Linked DNA regions of Mus musculus: all the other regions are linked to region 3. A link is a contact called in public HiChIP or PLAC-seq data. All regions are on one chromosome and are shown on one strand. The core of a region is the stretch at or near the end of the contact, and the rest is flanking DNA. Distances in the headings are between cores, read along the strand shown. Region 1 overlaps Kifap3 (kinesin-associated protein 3). Region 2 overlaps Kifap3 (kinesin-associated protein 3). Region 3 holds the start of Prrx1 (paired related homeobox 1).

Region 1 (2,700 bases), core at 135-2,634, 560 kb before region 3:
GTGAGTACATATTGTGCAAGTTCCTTTGTGATTGGGTTACCTCACTCAGGATGATACCCTCCAGGTCCATCCATTTGCCTAGGAATTTCATAAATTCATTTTTTTAATAGCTGAGTAGTATTCCATTGTGTAAATGTACCACATTTTCTGTATCCATTCCTCTGTTGAGGGGCATCTGGGTTCTTTCCAGCTTCTGGCTATTATAAACAAGGCTGCTATGAACATAGTGGAGCATGTGTCCTTCTTACCGGTTGGGACATCTTCTGGATATATGCCCAGGAGAGGTATTGCGGGATCCTCCGGTAGTACTATGTCCAATTTTCTGAGGAACCGCCAGACTGATTTCCAGAGTGGTTGTACAAGCTTGCAATCCCACCAACAATGGAGGAGTGTTCCTCTTTCTCCACATCCTGAACAGCAGACTGAACTGCTATTTTTATTTAAATAATCTTTGGGCTGGCAAGATGGCTCAGTGGGTGAAAGGTGCTTGCAGCTAAGTTGGAAGACCTGAGTTGGATCTCTGCAATATATACAGTAGAAGGGTTCTGCACACTGTCTGTTGTCCTCTGACCTTTGCAAGTGCACTGCCACGAGTGCATGCTACACACATCCATGTACAAAAGAAATAAAATTAAAATAAGCATCCTCTGATCTCCAGATTGTATTCAGAGTAACTAATATGAGCTTTGAGCATCAGCATTGCACCCTACAAGTCTGATTCTACAACTGTGTAGTGACTGACACAGGACCACTGCTGAAAACACTGGGGAAAGTGAGAATGTGTGAGGAGGGAGGCCGCTCAACAGGAAACTGTTATCACCTAGGAAACAGAAATTATATTTTACAAAAGCTTCAGCAATATTTATAGAGTCCTGCTACCAAAACCACAGTCATGCTCAGCAGTGTTGGCATGAAAGGTGACCCTTGAGATTTCAGTTATGTTTCTCTGTTAGAACATCATGAATTAAGGTGATGAAGTTCTGGAGGTACACAGCCTAGCATCCCCAAATGAGTAGAGTCAAATATTAATAAACTCAACATATTAATATCAATTTCCTATGGCATCCCTCTGGGATTCCTAATGCTCTCACATGCCCAGTTTCCATCCTATAGCAGCAAACAGCTGTGAGAATTTCAGCACTTCGATCCCAGCTAGGACATAGCCAACTCCACCAAGCCTTTGTAGCATTCCTACAGGGAGACACTTCTCACTGCTGAACACTTTTCATGAGGCATGTATTGCTGGGCTCTGTCTTTAAGTTTTCATTCTATGCTGTATTTAAAGGAAAACATGCTTGTCTTTTATTTTTCCCTCGTCTCAGCTTCTGACATTACGATCTTAGGCACTCGGGTTCCATAAACTCTCATGTGTCACCAGAGACTTATGGTTTGATTTTGCATGGAATGTGCCATCCCTTTTGAAGTTCTACATCCCTTTGTTTACTGTTTAACCACTGAAGTATCCTGAAGGCTCACCCAGCCTATCATCAGGGTCTGGGCACTATCACGGGAGCTCTTGTCACTGGCTTCCGTCACACCTTGTATCTGATTAACACACTCTAGGATAACACAGAGCTACACAGATCTGCTTTGTGTCCTGGAGCAATTGATAGAAAACAGACTTCTCCCCTTCTTTAATCTGGCAGACCCCTAATTGAGACTGTAATATAGTTTATTTAATAAAAAATTTTTATACTAAATTAAAATAAGTCTAAAATAGCCCAGTTTTTTAAGGCTAAGAAGCTCCAAAAAGGGGAGGCTTTTTATAGCTTAAAAATATTTTCTTGAAAATACACATATATATATATATTTCAAATAAACATACATTTAATAAAGTTGTTGGCTTTTATGTATACACTACCTCTTTCTTAACATGACCGTTCCTAGTGTGGGCCTTTACATAGTCTCAACTGAGGAAAATGTTAAAGCAGACTTTTCGGTATGACTATCTCCTCAGACAAACTTTTTAAAAAGTAATGATGAGACTAACCTGTATAAATAGTTTTTAAAATATGCCACTATAGACCTTATAGTAAAATATATAATTACATAAAATTTATTTAATTAAGCAATCATGAATTATCATGTTTATACTTTGTTTGGGTTTCAAGTCCAACTATGGTCAATTGAATCAAAATAAAGCAAGACATGTAAGAATCAGTAAAGGAGATACACAAAAACATTCATGCATATGTATTTTTTTTAATTTTTAACAAGCTGGAAAAAATAGTCTAAATTCCATGTGATCCAAAAATGAACTACAGAAGAAGGCCAAACAAACTTGGCATTAAGTATAAATTTCATTTTATAGAATTAAGACAAAATTCTAAAATGTACTTAAACTGATGAATTAAATCTTAGTATGCTCATAATGAGGAGCCAGCTGTAGCTGTTTGGCAAGATGATTTTACAGATTCTACCAACAATTCACTTGGAAAATCTCTGTGCTGTGTCTACACCCACAGTAAAAGTGAGCGCTGGGCTGGAGAGCTGCCGTGGTGGGTAAGGGCTCACTCCTTCAGTGTGAGAAGCCAACTACAGATTTGCAGAGCCGAAAGAAAGCTGGGTGCCACTGCATGCCTCTGTGCTTCCAGCACTCCCACAGCAAGGTGGGAGCACACACAGGACAATAACCACAGCAAGGTGGGAGCACACACAGGACAATAACCAGAGCAAGGTGGGAGCACACACAGGACAATA
Region 2 (2,700 bases), core at 146-2,645, 530 kb before region 3:
AGTCTTGTCCTCCTTTTCTTTTAAAAGAAATTTACAGCTATAGTTCAGCTGGAGCAGCTAAAGCAGGAAGAAAAATCAGTTTTCTGGGCTGCTCTTATACTTGGTTTTCCAAGCAAGAGGCAAAACACATGCTGATCAGTTCTGAGTTTTAAAATGTTCTTATTTCTTTCATCTCTAAAGTGATCAGGAGAAACGTCACTCGGCCATTAATTTTATAAGACTCTGGAGATTTTCCAATCACAGATCACTCAAACAGAAATGTGAATTTTGAACATTAGAATATAAAGTCAAAGTTCTGTTCTTGCTCCATTTCCCAGCTGAACACTAGATCACAGTGAACGCCCACACGATGAGCCACATTATTAGCCTGATTCTCCTTCCCTTCTACACCCCATGTCCTCGTAGTTAAAGTGGAACACTCCAAGCGCGCCTCTACTAGAACAGTGCAGCACCGAGGTGATACATCACCCGAGTTCGCTCTGAGAATACAGCACGCTACAACTATCATGTCTAAGTCTAATATAGAATTAGAGCTCTTAATGCCGATTAATAATATAGTATGAAGAGTATGCCACAGGTTAAACCAACCTCTCAAAATTTATCTGCAGCAATTATTGAATACAAATATCTTCTATATCAAAATGTACTAAAATGAATTTAAGATTATTATTGAAAATTATTTATCTGGTGGTAGGGATTGAAACTAGAGCCCCGGGCATGCTTGATAAGCACTTTACCAACGAGCTACATCTTCAGTCCTAGAACATCTTTAGTAGATACTTCCATATAATTTTATGCATAGTTCATTACAGCAAATATATACGAATTACTATTTAAGTAGGTTACAGTGGAATTTGGACAGTCCAATTTTCAAGACTGTAGTTCTAGTGGGTGGTCTTTGTTTTGTAATAGACTTACTGACAGCAGCACCTAGATGAGGAACTGAAATGATCAATACAACAACTGAAAAGCAAGAGTTAAGTGGGAAAACGGAAAGCACCTATAGGTTACGATGGTCAGCACAAACCAAGCTTAACATATCAAAATGAGAAATAAAATTGGCAAATCTACCATTATGCTAAAAATCAATTTAAGCTAATTTTATACTAATTATTCCAAGGACTCTAATATTCAAAAAGTAATCTAATATTCAAAACAGACAAAGTTTCATTCTTTTAAATATATTTTCAACCTGTCTTCAATTAGTTTATTACCTTGTTTGTAATTTTTTATTATGTCCAGAGAATACTGTTGCAACTTGTTTGTCATTATCTGGCTCACTTCAGATACAAATGATAAAGACCAAAATAAATCCCTTTAAAAGAACCACTTTCTAGCTCAGAGTGGAAACCAGCCACTTAATGTGCCAAATTTCACCATGGAGCATGGAGACAGCCCAGGCAACATTCACACACACAGTATTGGAACCAGCTGGTGGTACAAGAATCTTAGGAAAAAAAAAGGCTCCTTGATTTAATTGGGAAAACAGGAGGAAGCATAAATTTTACTGCCATTAATAACTTCAAGCATCTTGATATGGTTGTACCTCAGCCTGACTGAGACATGTGCTTTCTGTTAAAGTGTTTGCCACATCTGACCCTATTGTTTGCTCACTTGATCAGGTAAGAAAATGTAGGTTTATTCACAGGATAAATGAGGCTATTCAGTTTGAACAATGCAGTCTATGGGAAGTTGCCTTTTGAAGCAGATGTGTGAAATTTCCTAACAGTTTGGTAATAACCAGGCAAAACCAACTTACTCTAAAAGAATGAACTTATTTTCTTAAAGGAAACTACCATAAGAGCAAACTAATTTCAGATAACTGGATGGGAAAACAATAATCTGACCATTTCCAGTTTTTAATAAGCGAATCTAAAAAGCCCACTTCCAAAGCACTTTTTCTCTTTTACAAAAGAGATACATTTTATTCATTCATTTATGATGTTGTTGGTAAACTGAAAATTATAGACACACACACACACACACACACACACACACACACACACCTTGTATAAATTTAACCTGGTGGGAGAACTTCAAAGATGGTTAGAAAATAATTTTGTCAGCTTTTTAAAGAATGGTCATAAGAAATAACCATATATATATGTGTGTATAGTCACAATTTACAGTCCAACAATACCTTCTGGTGGTCGCCAACAATAAGTGCAGTCAGCTTTGTCTAAACCAGAAAACCCAAACTCCTGAGCTGGATGAAGCCCTACGGGTTAGGAACCCCTGGGAGTACCAGCCTGCCACAAAGACTGCCCTAACAGCACAGCACTCTCACTGAGAGCGTGCAACTGGTTCAATGCACGCTTTGGAACCTAGAGAGCCCAATAACGTTAGTGCATGCACAGACCAACCAAAGAAATTATGACCTGGCTATACACTTTAAACTGCAAAACGAAGGTTTCTGCTGATAGAAGTTTGATTCAAGATTTAAATTATGGAGAAGAAAAGAGAGAGAGGCCAAACAGTAATTTTTCCTGGGTGCAATGGCATATCCTGTGATCTAATACTTAGAGGTCTGAGGCTAGGTTAGCCTATGCAGAAAGCAAGACCACATCTTTAAAAAGAAGAAAACAAGTAAGAAAAAGAAAAAAATACAAATATATGTAAAGTTAAATACGAAAAGCTTCATGCAAATAGTATTGAGAGCCACACCTGAATCAGAGAGTGTGACTCTGAAGGTTACAGGAG
Region 3 (2,700 bases), core at 94-2,593:
GAAAAAGTCTCCTCCATCCTGGCTCCTTAATTAAATGCATGGAAAGAACCGAGGCGCGCACATCTGGTTTCAATCTACAGCCCTTTGATGGCATCAAATGTTCTTTTCCCAGATCAGGGCTGGAAGTTCTGGGCTAACTATGGCCGTTTGGAGCACAGAAACCATTTATACACACTGGGACCCTTCCTTCTTTTCAATTCAATCTCATAGCTACAGGAGAAGGGGAAATCTAGCAATCAGGGGAGCGAGGGGAAACGTATGTATGTGTGTGTTTAAAGAACATAAAACGCCACAAATAAGCACATACTATTTTACTTACTGGCCATATAGTAACTCATTCCTAATGAGACTATTAAAGCTGTTACCAGATTCCAACAGGTCATGAAAACACCGTCCAGCACCGCTCTGCCCTCTGTCAAGCCTGGTCATAGACTTCGACCTTCCTCAGTCTCTGTGTTTGCCAGGGCCTCACCGAACTGGATACAGATTAGCACAGAGCCCACCCCACCCCCAGCTCCTCCTGCTCCCCCCAACTTCTTCAGCCCCAGTGTTCCTGTCTGCTCTGATCTGGGGCAGCCTCGGCTACGAGCAAGAAATTAGAACATTGGCAAAGGTAGGGGAATTATCAGGACGGACTTTCTTCTGGTTTAATGAATATGTAAATTTTCTACTGTCTGAAGCCTGGGGATTTCTGGTGGCAGCGAAAGTCTCGAATCCATTCGAAGCTGAAGACTTCTGGATCTGCCCAAGCCGTCTTTAGATCGTAGAGAGCCTCCCGTTATTATCGCTCTTGTTATTTTATTACATTATTTAATAGGCTGTCTCTACAGAGCCAAACGAGCTTTAATAGGCTTGCTCTTTTTTGCCGTTCAGTCTCAGACTCTCCCTGCGCTCTCCGCCAAAACAAAGCTGCAGGAAAAGTTACTGGGGGGCGGTGCAGCCGCAGATTTGACTGTTATAGATGTGCATCTTTTCCCTGTTCCTTTTTCTTTTTTCTTTTCCTAACAAGTTTGCCCTCAGCTGTTATCAAAACATGCAAATGAGATATTCCAAGAGGATCTCAAACAAATCCGGAGGAGTTAATGCTGAAACAAAATAATCAGCCCCGTTTTAAAGTGACTGCGGGTTTCGGGCACTTTTCTCTCTGTGATACTACTGCAAGGGAATGATAATTAGACCTTTATTTTAAAAATCCAAAGGGGCTCTCTCCTTAGCTTCCCTCCCTTTTCCCTCCCTCCCTCCTTCCTCCCTCCCTCCTCCTCTCTTGCTCCCTCCCTCTCCCTTTCTCTCTGGCTCTGATGTTGGCAAAGGGGTTTTCTTAATCAGACTGTTTTTTCGGTCCGAGGAAAAGGAGGTAGGAGATTGTGATGGAGAAAGGGGGTCTGTAAAACGTCAGGCGCCGCACAAAGGCTTTGCCACGTAATTACAGGCTCCTATTAAGTGGAGATCTGCCCTCCCAGGGGTCTCCAATTTTCTTGTATTCCCTACAAAGCCTCCTCTCCATGCCAGCCTGTGCCTTTTGAAGTGCCAGAGAGCTTCTTGATCCAACTGAGAAGGGAAAAGGAGCTCCGCACGGAGAAGGGGGAGAGAGCGGAGGGAAGGGGGACCGCCACCCTTCTGCAGACTCTTGAAGCCCCGCTTCTTTATTTCTTATTTTTTTTTCCTCCTTACGAAGAGTAAAGTGAGAATCCTGCTCTCTAATACATCTGCAAGACATCACTCTCCTGAAATTCTAGTCACTCCCGAGAATCCACAGGAGTGCAGAGAGGGGGAACGCGCTTTCTTGAAGACATTTTAAAGCTGGAACAAGCCTTCTTCTGTTGGCGCTTGAACTCTTGCCGGGGGAATAACTTTTTTTAACCTCTTTCTCTAATTTTTTTAAAGCCACTTTGATTCTTCTCTCCACCCCTTCTTCTCTCTTCTGTTTGCCTAACTCCCCCGCCCCGCTGGCCTCCCCTTTCCTCGCTCCCCCTTATTATTATTTTTAGTGTCTGCGAGTGGACGCTTTTTAAGAGTTGAAAGGGATATTTTTTTTCTTTTTGATCTAAGCATAGGTTGTTTGTTTTGTTTTTATTTTTGAACTTTTTGGTGTGGATTATCTCTCTGGACCGCGCTGGACTTGGCTTTAGCGAAGTAACCGAGGCTGCAGGGAAAGTTACTTGTCCCGAAAGTTCTACACTTCAGAAGGGGTCCCACCCTCTGTTTCTCTCTCTCTCTCTCTCTCTCTCTCTCTCTCTCTCTCTCTCTCCACTCCCCCCTCTTTCTTCCCCACTCGGCTCCTCTCCCCCCTCACGCCCACAGCGTTTGGTGTTGATTCGAGCGGGAAGAGGGGGGTGGGTGGGATTGGAGGGGAGACCATGACCTCCAGCTACGGGCACGTTCTGGAGCGGCAACCGGCGCTGGGCGGCCGCTTGGACAGCCCGGGCAACCTCGACACCCTGCAGGCGAAAAAGAACTTCTCCGTCAGTCACCTGCTAGACCTGGAGGAGGCCGGGGACATGGTGGCGGCACAAGCAGACGAAAGTGTGGGCGAGGCGGGCCGGAGCCTGCTGGAGTCACCGGGACTGACCAGTGGCAGCGACACCCCTCAGCAGGACAGTGAGTGAGGGCGCGTGCTCCGGGGAGTGTGCGCTGGGGACACAGGGTGGAGGCCCGGGGAGGGCGGCGGGAGCGTGTTCCAGGCTTCGGTTTCGGGGAGAC

The links. HiChIP or PLAC-seq counts read pairs in DNA pulled down with a chosen protein or histone mark.
Region 1: an H3K4me3 HiChIP or PLAC-seq map of craniofacial prominence shows a contact between it and region 3, with 3 times the contacts expected there. The contact joins the enhancer-like site here to the promoter of Prrx1 in region 3. A contact is called at or near these places in 1 of 39 promoter capture datasets (liver), 5 of 115 datasets of contacts at active chromatin or transcription factors (astrocytes, craniofacial prominence, embryonic hindbrain and 2 more) and 1 of 9 other capture datasets (embryonic stem cells).
Region 2: an H3K4me3 HiChIP or PLAC-seq map of embryonic limb bud shows a contact between it and region 3, with 4 times the contacts expected there. The contact joins the enhancer-like site here to the promoter of Prrx1 in region 3. A contact is called at or near these places in 12 of 39 promoter capture datasets (3T3-L1-derived adipocytes, the C10 cell line, cranial neural crest and 8 more), 9 of 484 Hi-C or Micro-C datasets (the MC3T3-E1 cell line, MC3T3-E1-derived osteoblasts, adipose-derived mesenchymal stem cells and 6 more), 13 of 115 datasets of contacts at active chromatin or transcription factors (the NIH/3T3 cell line, astrocytes, craniofacial prominence and 9 more) and 3 of 9 other capture datasets (adipose tissue, embryonic stem cells and embryonic tail).

What each region holds. Positions count from the first base shown.
Region 1 is chr1:163,873,150-163,875,849 of GRCm38.p6, reverse strand. All of the region lies in intron 17 of Kifap3 (kinesin-associated protein 3), which reads right to left. Among named protein-coding and RNA genes, the nearest start is that of Scyl3, 55 kb to the left of the region's middle. Within about 2 kb of position 1,384, at least 11 of the 459 cell types and tissues checked have an H3K27ac peak or open chromatin away from gene starts, as enhancers often do. A contact at or near this core is called in craniofacial prominence, where this site is marked.
Region 2 is chr1:163,842,901-163,845,600 of GRCm38.p6, reverse strand. The region is part of intron 10 of Kifap3 (kinesin-associated protein 3); the gene reads right to left. Among named protein-coding and RNA genes, the nearest start is that of Kifap3, 65 kb to the right of the region's middle. Within about 2 kb of position 1,395, at least 13 of the 459 cell types and tissues checked have an H3K27ac peak or open chromatin away from gene starts, as enhancers often do. A contact at or near this core is called in embryonic limb bud and tail fibroblasts, where this site is marked.
Region 3 is chr1:163,312,293-163,314,992 of GRCm38.p6, reverse strand. Prrx1 (paired related homeobox 1) reads left to right here and starts at 1,343. Exons shown (of 4, transcript NM_011127.2): 1 at 1,343-2,598. The coding sequence starts at 2,358.